Regions from separate parts of the Pan troglodytes genome. Here region 2 is linked to region 1. The links are chromatin contacts, called in public capture Hi-C maps. All regions are on one chromosome and are shown on one strand. Each heading gives the region's core, a stretch centred on a gene start, on an enhancer-like site or on the middle of the called end of the contact. The rest is flanking DNA. Distances are from core to core; before and after follow the strand shown. Region 1 overlaps ANKS6 (ankyrin repeat and sterile alpha motif domain containing 6). Region 2 overlaps GABBR2 (gamma-aminobutyric acid type B receptor subunit 2).

What was found. Capture Hi-C pulls out chosen DNA fragments and counts their contacts.
Region 2: a contact with region 1 is called in a capture Hi-C map of stem cell-derived neural stem cells, with 4 times the contacts expected there. The contact joins two enhancer-like sites. A contact is called at or near these places in 5 of 7 Hi-C or Micro-C datasets (blood, induced pluripotent stem cells, a lymphoblastoid cell line and 1 more), 1 of 1 datasets of contacts at active chromatin or transcription factors (stem cell-derived excitatory neurons) and 1 of 1 other capture datasets (stem cell-derived neural stem cells).

Annotation. Positions count from the first base shown.
Region 1 is chr11:39,733,178-39,736,869 of NHGRI_mPanTro3-v2.0_pri, forward strand. It overlaps ANKS6 (ankyrin repeat and sterile alpha motif domain containing 6), which reads left to right. Exons shown (of 17, transcript XR_010148622.1): 6 at 1,237-1,385; 7 at 2,893-3,091. Among named protein-coding and RNA genes, the nearest start is that of ANKS6, 17 kb to the left of the region's middle. Within about 2 kb of position 1,999, at least 5 of the 24 cell types and tissues checked have an H3K27ac peak or open chromatin away from gene starts, as enhancers often do. A contact at or near this core is called in stem cell-derived neural stem cells, where this site is marked.
Region 2 is chr11:40,189,672-40,193,387 of NHGRI_mPanTro3-v2.0_pri, forward strand. All of the region lies in intron 13 of GABBR2 (gamma-aminobutyric acid type B receptor subunit 2), which reads left to right. Among named protein-coding and RNA genes, the nearest start is that of TBC1D2, 68 kb to the right of the region's middle. Within about 2 kb of position 1,955, at least 2 of the 24 cell types and tissues checked have an H3K27ac peak or open chromatin away from gene starts, as enhancers often do. A contact at or near this core is called in stem cell-derived neural stem cells, where this site is marked.

The DNA.
Region 1 (3,692 bases), core at 749-3,248:
TCACATCCTCTTGAAGAGATGAGGTCGCCAAGACTCGGGAAGTGATCTGTCCCAGCCAGAGGGTTGGAGTCCTGTGCCCCAAGTCCAGTGATCCTACTCTACCTCATTGGAGACCTTCTTCACTTGCCAAGAGTTTGTTATTCAGAATCAGTCCGCAGCCACTCTCGCTGGATCTCATACACACTTTTTCTGAGAAACTCATCTTTTCAGTGTTCCTCTTCTCCCTAGCCTCCACTGCCGTTTATTCCCTTTCCCAATAAAACAGTCTATTCCTAGGAATATTTTGCCTACTGGGTTTTTAAATGAAGTGTTTACACAAAACTTTTGAAGAAACTCATGCCTATTATTGAATACTTGGAGAGAAAAAAGAAATAACCTGGCGTGGATGGCTCACGCCCATAATCCCAGCACTTTGGGAGGCTGAGGTGGGTCGATCACTTGAGGCCAGGGGTTCGAGACCAGCCTGGCCAACATGACGAAACCCCATCTCTACTAAAAATACAAAAATTAGCCAGGCATGATGGCGGGCACTGTAGCCCCAGCTACATGGGAGGCTGAGGCAAAGAACCGCTTGAACCTAGGAGGTGGAGGTTGCGGTGAGCCAAGATTGTGCCACTGCACTCCAGCCTGGGTGACAGAGCAAGACTCTGTCTCCAAAAAAAAAAAAAAAAAGAAATAGTCATCAAGAAAAAGCATTGTTAATAGTTTGGAGTAGTTTCTTCTCAATCTTTTTTGCAATGCTTTTTTTATATAACTGAGTTGGGTTCCTAATAACTTCATAATACTTAGTATTTTTAAAGCACTTGTATTGCTCTAAAGGAATTCCCGTGAATTGACAAGATACCTTTATGTGGTGGGTATTAATGTCACTGACTTGTACAGACGCACAAAGAGGCTTTGTAATTTACCTGCAGTTACACAGCCAGGGAGGGACAGAAGCAGAATCTGAACCTCTGCAGCCTGGCTGTGAAGCCTGCACTTTTAAACACACTGTCCCCCTGCCTTCCTCATGAGAGAGGACTTCCGGTTTTTCTTTCTGGTTAAGTAGGTTAAGCCCTGCTGGCTTTGTTTGCTACCTTTTGAAGATCAGATGGAGAGGCAGGTGCCTTGATTCTGGAATTACACAGACCCTGGAGCTGCAGGGCTGAGTTCTAAGTCTAACGGGTCATCTTGAGTCTTCTCCTTATGGCCCAACAGACATATTTGCAGGTAAAATGCTGCCTTTTGTGTCCATAGACACGGAACTTGTTCGACTGCTGGCATCTGTCTGCATGCAGGTGAATAAAGACAAAGGCCGGCCGAGCCACCAGCCTCCCCTGCCCCACTCGAAGGTCCGACAGCCCTGGAGCATCCCAGTGCTGCCCGATGACAAGGGTGGACTGAAGGTTTGCCTTTTCCTGTCTTAAAGGGGCTTGGGGGCCAGGGAGATGGGGGCTGGCGGGGAGCCTGCTGCCTCCTATGCACCCAGGCTGGTTTATGCTAGGGAGTCCCTGCAGGGGTGGCAGGTGAGCTGGCATTGAGCAATAGGAAACACAGGGGACCAGGAAAAACTGGGGAGACTGTGACCATGTTGTGGCAACAGTGGCTGCTTTGTAAGAATGTGGGTCCACGCCTGTAATCCCAGCTACTCCAGAGGCTGAGACAGGAGAATTGCTTGAGCCTGGGAGGCTGTGGTTGCAGTGAGCTGAGATCACATCACTGCACTCCAGCCTGGGCGACAGAACAAGAACTTGTCTCAAAAAGGAATGTGGGTCCATATTACTAGATCTCTCTCTTTTTTTTTTTAAAGGAAAAAATAGAAATCCAGATTTTGATATGGAATCTTAATTTATAAGTACAGGGAATTTTAGAAAATTCTGCATGATGTAGTACTGAGCTGGCCAAAGCAAACACTTCTCTTCCCAAGGAATCCGTTTGCAGCCTCTGCTTTACTGTGCAGGATATTTGCTGATCATGCCACTCTGGGGTCTCCCTGCAGTCCACAGGCCCTGCCAGCTTCCTGGAAACACCAGAAACAAGCTCTGGTGGCTGCTTGTAACTGCAAGCTGAGACTTTCTCTTTGGATTTCTCATCTTCCACATCCTGCTCTACTTGTTTGAAATCAAACTTACTTTATGCCTGAGAAAACAAAACAAAACACTGGTCTTGTCTGCCGACCTCCCCAGTCTGCATGGGGTGGTAGCGCCTTCTGAGGGCTGCAGACTCGGCACTCCTTTTGTGTCCATTGCTGGCTCAAGCTCTGCATCCTTCCTGACTGTGTTGTTCTCATAGCTCCCTTCATTCCTGCTCTTACTGCCATTTCCACAGGCAGGCCCTCACAGATGCCCTTCGTGGCTGTTCATTAACCTCTGAGTGGTCATGGGTTACAAGCATTCCCAGGAGGTAGTGCCTGTCCTCTCTAGGTGAGGCTCAGCTATAGGAGCAGCTGGCCCAGGCCCTGGTATAGAGATCCTGATGCCTCTCACGTTATCACCAGAGCAGGAGGAGGGAGATTATGCAATTGTAGACGCTTAGGAATCTGGAGCTGCCTCTGTGTCCATCTGTCCCTGTCTCACTGTAAGACCTCAAGCAAGTCAGCAATCCTGTCTGGGTCTCCATTTCTCAATCTGTGCAATGAGGAGATTGATTAGATGAGGGATGGCAAATAGGGTTCACTGCCACCTCCAGGCTATTGGAAGTGACTGCCTAAGGGCTGGGTCAGGAAAGATTTAGTGAGTAACCATGGCTTATTGGGAATGGGTGCTATCATTGATCAGTAATGTCTGTCTGGGCCCCAGGAGAGGGGAGGGCAGGCACATGTGAATGTAGTCACTGTCTCTGGGCTGGCAGGTCCTGGGCCTGGTCTCCTTGCCCTTCCTGGAGCATGACTTCTGCTCTGCGTTCCTTTGGCAGTCCTGGTGGAACCGAATGTCCAATCGGTTCCGAAAGCTCAAACTGATGCAGACGCTGCCCCGTGGGCTGTCCAGCAACCAGCCTTTGCCTTTCTCTGACGAGCCTGAGCCAGCTCTGGACTCCACAATGAGGGCTGCCCCCCAGGACAAGACAAGCCGCTCTGCACTCCCTGTTGCGGCCCCTGTGACCAAAGACAATGGTGAGAAAAGTCTGCATGTGCAGTAGAATTTTTGGAATGGTCTGAGCCTGTACCCTCTGCCCTTCATCCTACCTCCTGGGTTGCTGTCAGGGGTAAGATGATGTTGGAATGGGACACTGGAGCATAGAGGCTGGTCTGGTGGAAAAGATACTTAGGCAGGGACACAACCACCAGGAGTGTGATAGAATGAGAAGGTGCTGGCCAGTGGCAAGAGGACCAGGTTCCTGTCCCACACTCCCTGCTGAGGGACGACAGGGAGTCGTCCTCTCTCTTGCCTTTGATAGGTGGTTTTCCCCACCTATGAAATGTGATTGGTCTATGACACTGAAAGCGTCTTGAAATAAAATGAGTTACTGGGAGGGTGTGAGTAGTGAGCTCCCCATCACTCAAGGTATTCAACAGCTTGGATACCTTTGTCAGTTTGCTGAAGGAGATTCCCATACTGACTGGAACATAGATAAGATCCCTTCTAACAGTCAGATTCCCCATGACCGGATTAGCTCCTTTGGCACCACTGTCTGAGACAGATTATTGAGCTGGGGGCACCACTGTCTGACTCAGCACGGCAGTGGTTTATGGAAAAGCTGAAAACATGCTCCAA
Region 2 (3,716 bases), core at 705-3,204, 460 kb after region 1:
GAGGCAGTTATATGCTCACTGTTTTGCTGTGCCAAAGCTACCTCACATTCTTTGGTTCATAGAAAAAAAATGTACAACTTCAACTTTCCTTAAATCTGCATTCCTGTTCTTATTCCCCCGGCCCCATCTTTCCTTTGGATTGGCCACTCCCTTCTCTCATTTGGCTCTTCCCAATTACTTGTCGTGAGATCATTAAGGTCACTTATCAGTAGCCTTTGGTAGCCTATTTTTGGAATTTCGCACAAGGCTGCATATCCTAAAAGGTCATGAGGGACGAGATGACAAGGAGGTCACTAGAGTATTTCTCCTGGGCAGCAGAGGAAAATACTGGGGGTTCTGAATCACAGGATGCATGGGCCCTTAGGTCTTTGAAGAACACCAAAGAGGTGTGTGTTTGTGCTTGTGCATGTATATGTGTGAGGACATCATGTGCATGTGTGTGTGTGACTATTGCAAGCCCCAAAATTCCATAAATGTGGACATTAACCATGCAATCTGCCAAGCTCCATGCTGTGGTTTGGCTGCCAGATAACTAAGGCAAGTTCAGGAACAGCCCCAGGTGAACAGGGTGCTAGGCATGGGAAGGGGACAACTGTCTTGCCCTACTCAGATCCCCTTGGAAACCTATAGTTGGCTCAGAGGGCACAACTGCTGTCTCTAACCTCAGAATTGCTGTCCTAGGCCAGGCGCAGTGGCTCATGCCTGTAATCCCAGCACTTTGGGAGACGGAGATGGGTGGATCACCTGAGGTCAGGAGTTCAAGACCAGCCTGACCAACATGGGGAAACCCCATCTCTACTAAAAATATAAAAATCAGCCGGGTGTTGTGGCATGCACGTGTAATCTCAGCTACTCAGGAGGCTGAGGCAGAAGAATTACTTGAACCTAGGAGGTAGAGGTTGCAGTGAGCCAAGATCACACCACTGCACTCCAGCCTGGGTGACAGAGCAAGACTCTGTCTCAAAAAAAAAAAAAAGAAAAAAAGAATTGCTGTCCTAGAGCCAAGAGAAGAGCCCCAGAGGACAGAGCCTGGGACAGTGGAAAAAGTCCCTGAAGTATAGATTTCAGCTCAAAATAAGGAAGAAAGTTCACACATTTAAGTCCAATCTAACCATAAATGAACTGGGCTTCCTTAGGAGGTAGTGAGTGTCTCATCACCAGAGGTATGCAAAGAAAGACTGGACAGTGGGCCGTTGGCAGAGACTGTACCCTAAGGAAGAGATATGAGAGAAGACACTTGAGTCTCTTCAAGCCCAAAAGTTGTGTAACCCTATAAACTAGAATAATGTAACCTCAGAAGACTTGTATGTGTGTGCGTGTGTGTGTATATGTGTGTGTACAAAGTTTATAGGTTCATTTCTATATATTTGTTGCCAGAGGGTATATGAGAGATGAGTTGAGAACAGGTTTATAGTTATAATGAAATCGGAGCATCCTGAGCATCACTGGTAACTCCGTCATCAGAGGAGGATTGCAGGCAGGCAAGAACCTGGCCCAGAAAAATGAGCCCCACTGCAGAGCACAGAAGGAGGGATGCTCACTCTCCGGTGGCCTGCTGCTACCCAGGTATCCCCACACACCGCCAGCAGTGGCCACAGCAGCCATTACGCATCCTATTTTGGAAAAGTCTTTGCAACATTGCACTTTTGTGGCTCCCAGTGCGCTCGCCTCTCTGAATGACAACAGGAAAATGAAATGAGTGTATCGTTCTGGAATGCACTACTCTGTGTGTGTGTGTGTGTGTGTGTGTGTGTGTGTGTGTGTGTGTGTGTGTCGGCTCTGTAGTCTTTTGTCTTACTGTGCTCTTGCTTCATACTAAGAACAGCCCTCAAAGCAGGTGACCCCAGCATTTCTCAGAGGAGAACCCAGGGCTCAGGGTGAGCATGTCACAGTCCTGGGGCCAGACCCTAGTTCAAGTGCAAGGCCCATGGCTGTCCGTTACACCAGGGCACTGCAGTGTGCCCAGGCTGCCTTTAGCCAAGGACACACTGTAAAATCTAAGATGTAGCAGGGAACAGGAGAAGGAACACTTGAAGTTCATCCAGGCAGCAGCCTGCCTTCCTCCGTGTGAGCTGGGAGTCCCAGAATCAGCCAGAGTCCCAGGGAGGAGCATGAAAAACTGACAGGGCCCTGAGCCTGCAGTCAAGATGCTCGAGGTTCAGTTGCCCTGAATTCTTGATGTGTGACCTTGGGTAAGTTCCAGCCCACTCCTGGGCTTAGTATTCTCCTGCGCAAAATGTGAGGGAGGCTGATGGCCCTACTAACCTCCTAGGGTGGTTGGGCAGATCTAATGAAACTGAAAACCTTGACATTGAGTGCACACACTCAGTGTAGTAGAGTAGAATAGCTCTGTCCGGGATCCCACGTGGTACAGAGTCCTGATTTAGAGAATCTTCGCACTCTAGTTCTGTCACCTCTCCATTCACGCCAAGCTGGGCTTGGACTTGACAGCAGGGAGTCACCATGAACAGCCAACCAGGCTGTGCACTGAGTTCTCAGCAGAGCCCTGTGAGAAGGTGATGAGAGACACAGCCTCTGCATGGCCATGCCACGGCTGAGTGGGAACAGCTCAGCTGCCTCAAGGTCTAGGCTGGGAGGTCCAAGGCCTGGGTGGGAGGGATGCCAGCCTGGACGAGGACTGGAGCTGGACAGCTTAGGCAGGGCCCTCTGGGAGCTCTACTCACTTTAGGGGCCACAGATCTGACCCCAAGCCCAAGGCCAACCACCACCCTCTCTCCCACAGAGAGGCTCCTTGGCCAGAGGAGTCTGGCCCAGGGCAAGATGCAGCTGGGTGGGGCACTTGAACAGGCACTCCTAGGCCAGGCAGGAACTATGGGGAAGAGGGCTGCCCTTGCCAGCTCAGGGCCACAATCAAGTCTAATTTATGGCAGGGCTTTCCATCCTCTTTCACATCACAGCACACAATATTAGCACAGCACCCTGGTGACCACAGAGCCTGCTCGTGGCTGGCAGTGCCTGGCCTATCCATGTGCCCCAAGGCAGGCGGAGGAGAGCACTGTCATGGGGCCCTTCTACCCAGTCCCGCCACACCATGACCAGGGCACACTGTTGGAAGATCTAGATTAGCGGTTTAGAGAAAAGGTTTCAAGAGGAGTTAGGCGGACCTGGGTTCAAGTCACAGCTCCACTCCCCTTCACTCCTGTGTAACCTGGAGCGGGTCACTCAGCCTTACGGAGCCTCGTTTAATGTCCCCTAAAATGGTGTGGTGCTAGCGCTCATGTCTGTGGTGGTTGATTGGGTGAAATGAGACAGTGTATATAACACTTAGCACAGAATCTGGCCCACAGTGAGCAGTTAATAAATGTGAGGGGGTCAGAGGAAGTACAGATGACAGGGGTGGGGGCGATAGCGGAACAGGAAAGAGTCCAACACAGATACCTCTAACACAGACTAAGTCCTCCCGAAAAAGACAGGAAGGAAGATGTTTTGGGCAGTGGATGTGGGAGGAGCCCAGAGGCCTGGAGGAATGGATGCGAACTTCACCGTCCTATGAAGAAGGGTATCCCAGGGCAAGGAAACCCCACAATAAGGGCACCAGGAGGAGAGATGATGGACTGTGTCATAGGAGGAGAGATGATGGACTGACTCATGGCTGAGACTGGGGGATGGGGAACAAGGCTGGACAGGTATGGGGGGTCAGATCATGGAGGGGGATGGGGGCCAGGATCATGGGGCCCGGATGTCTTTACTGCAGT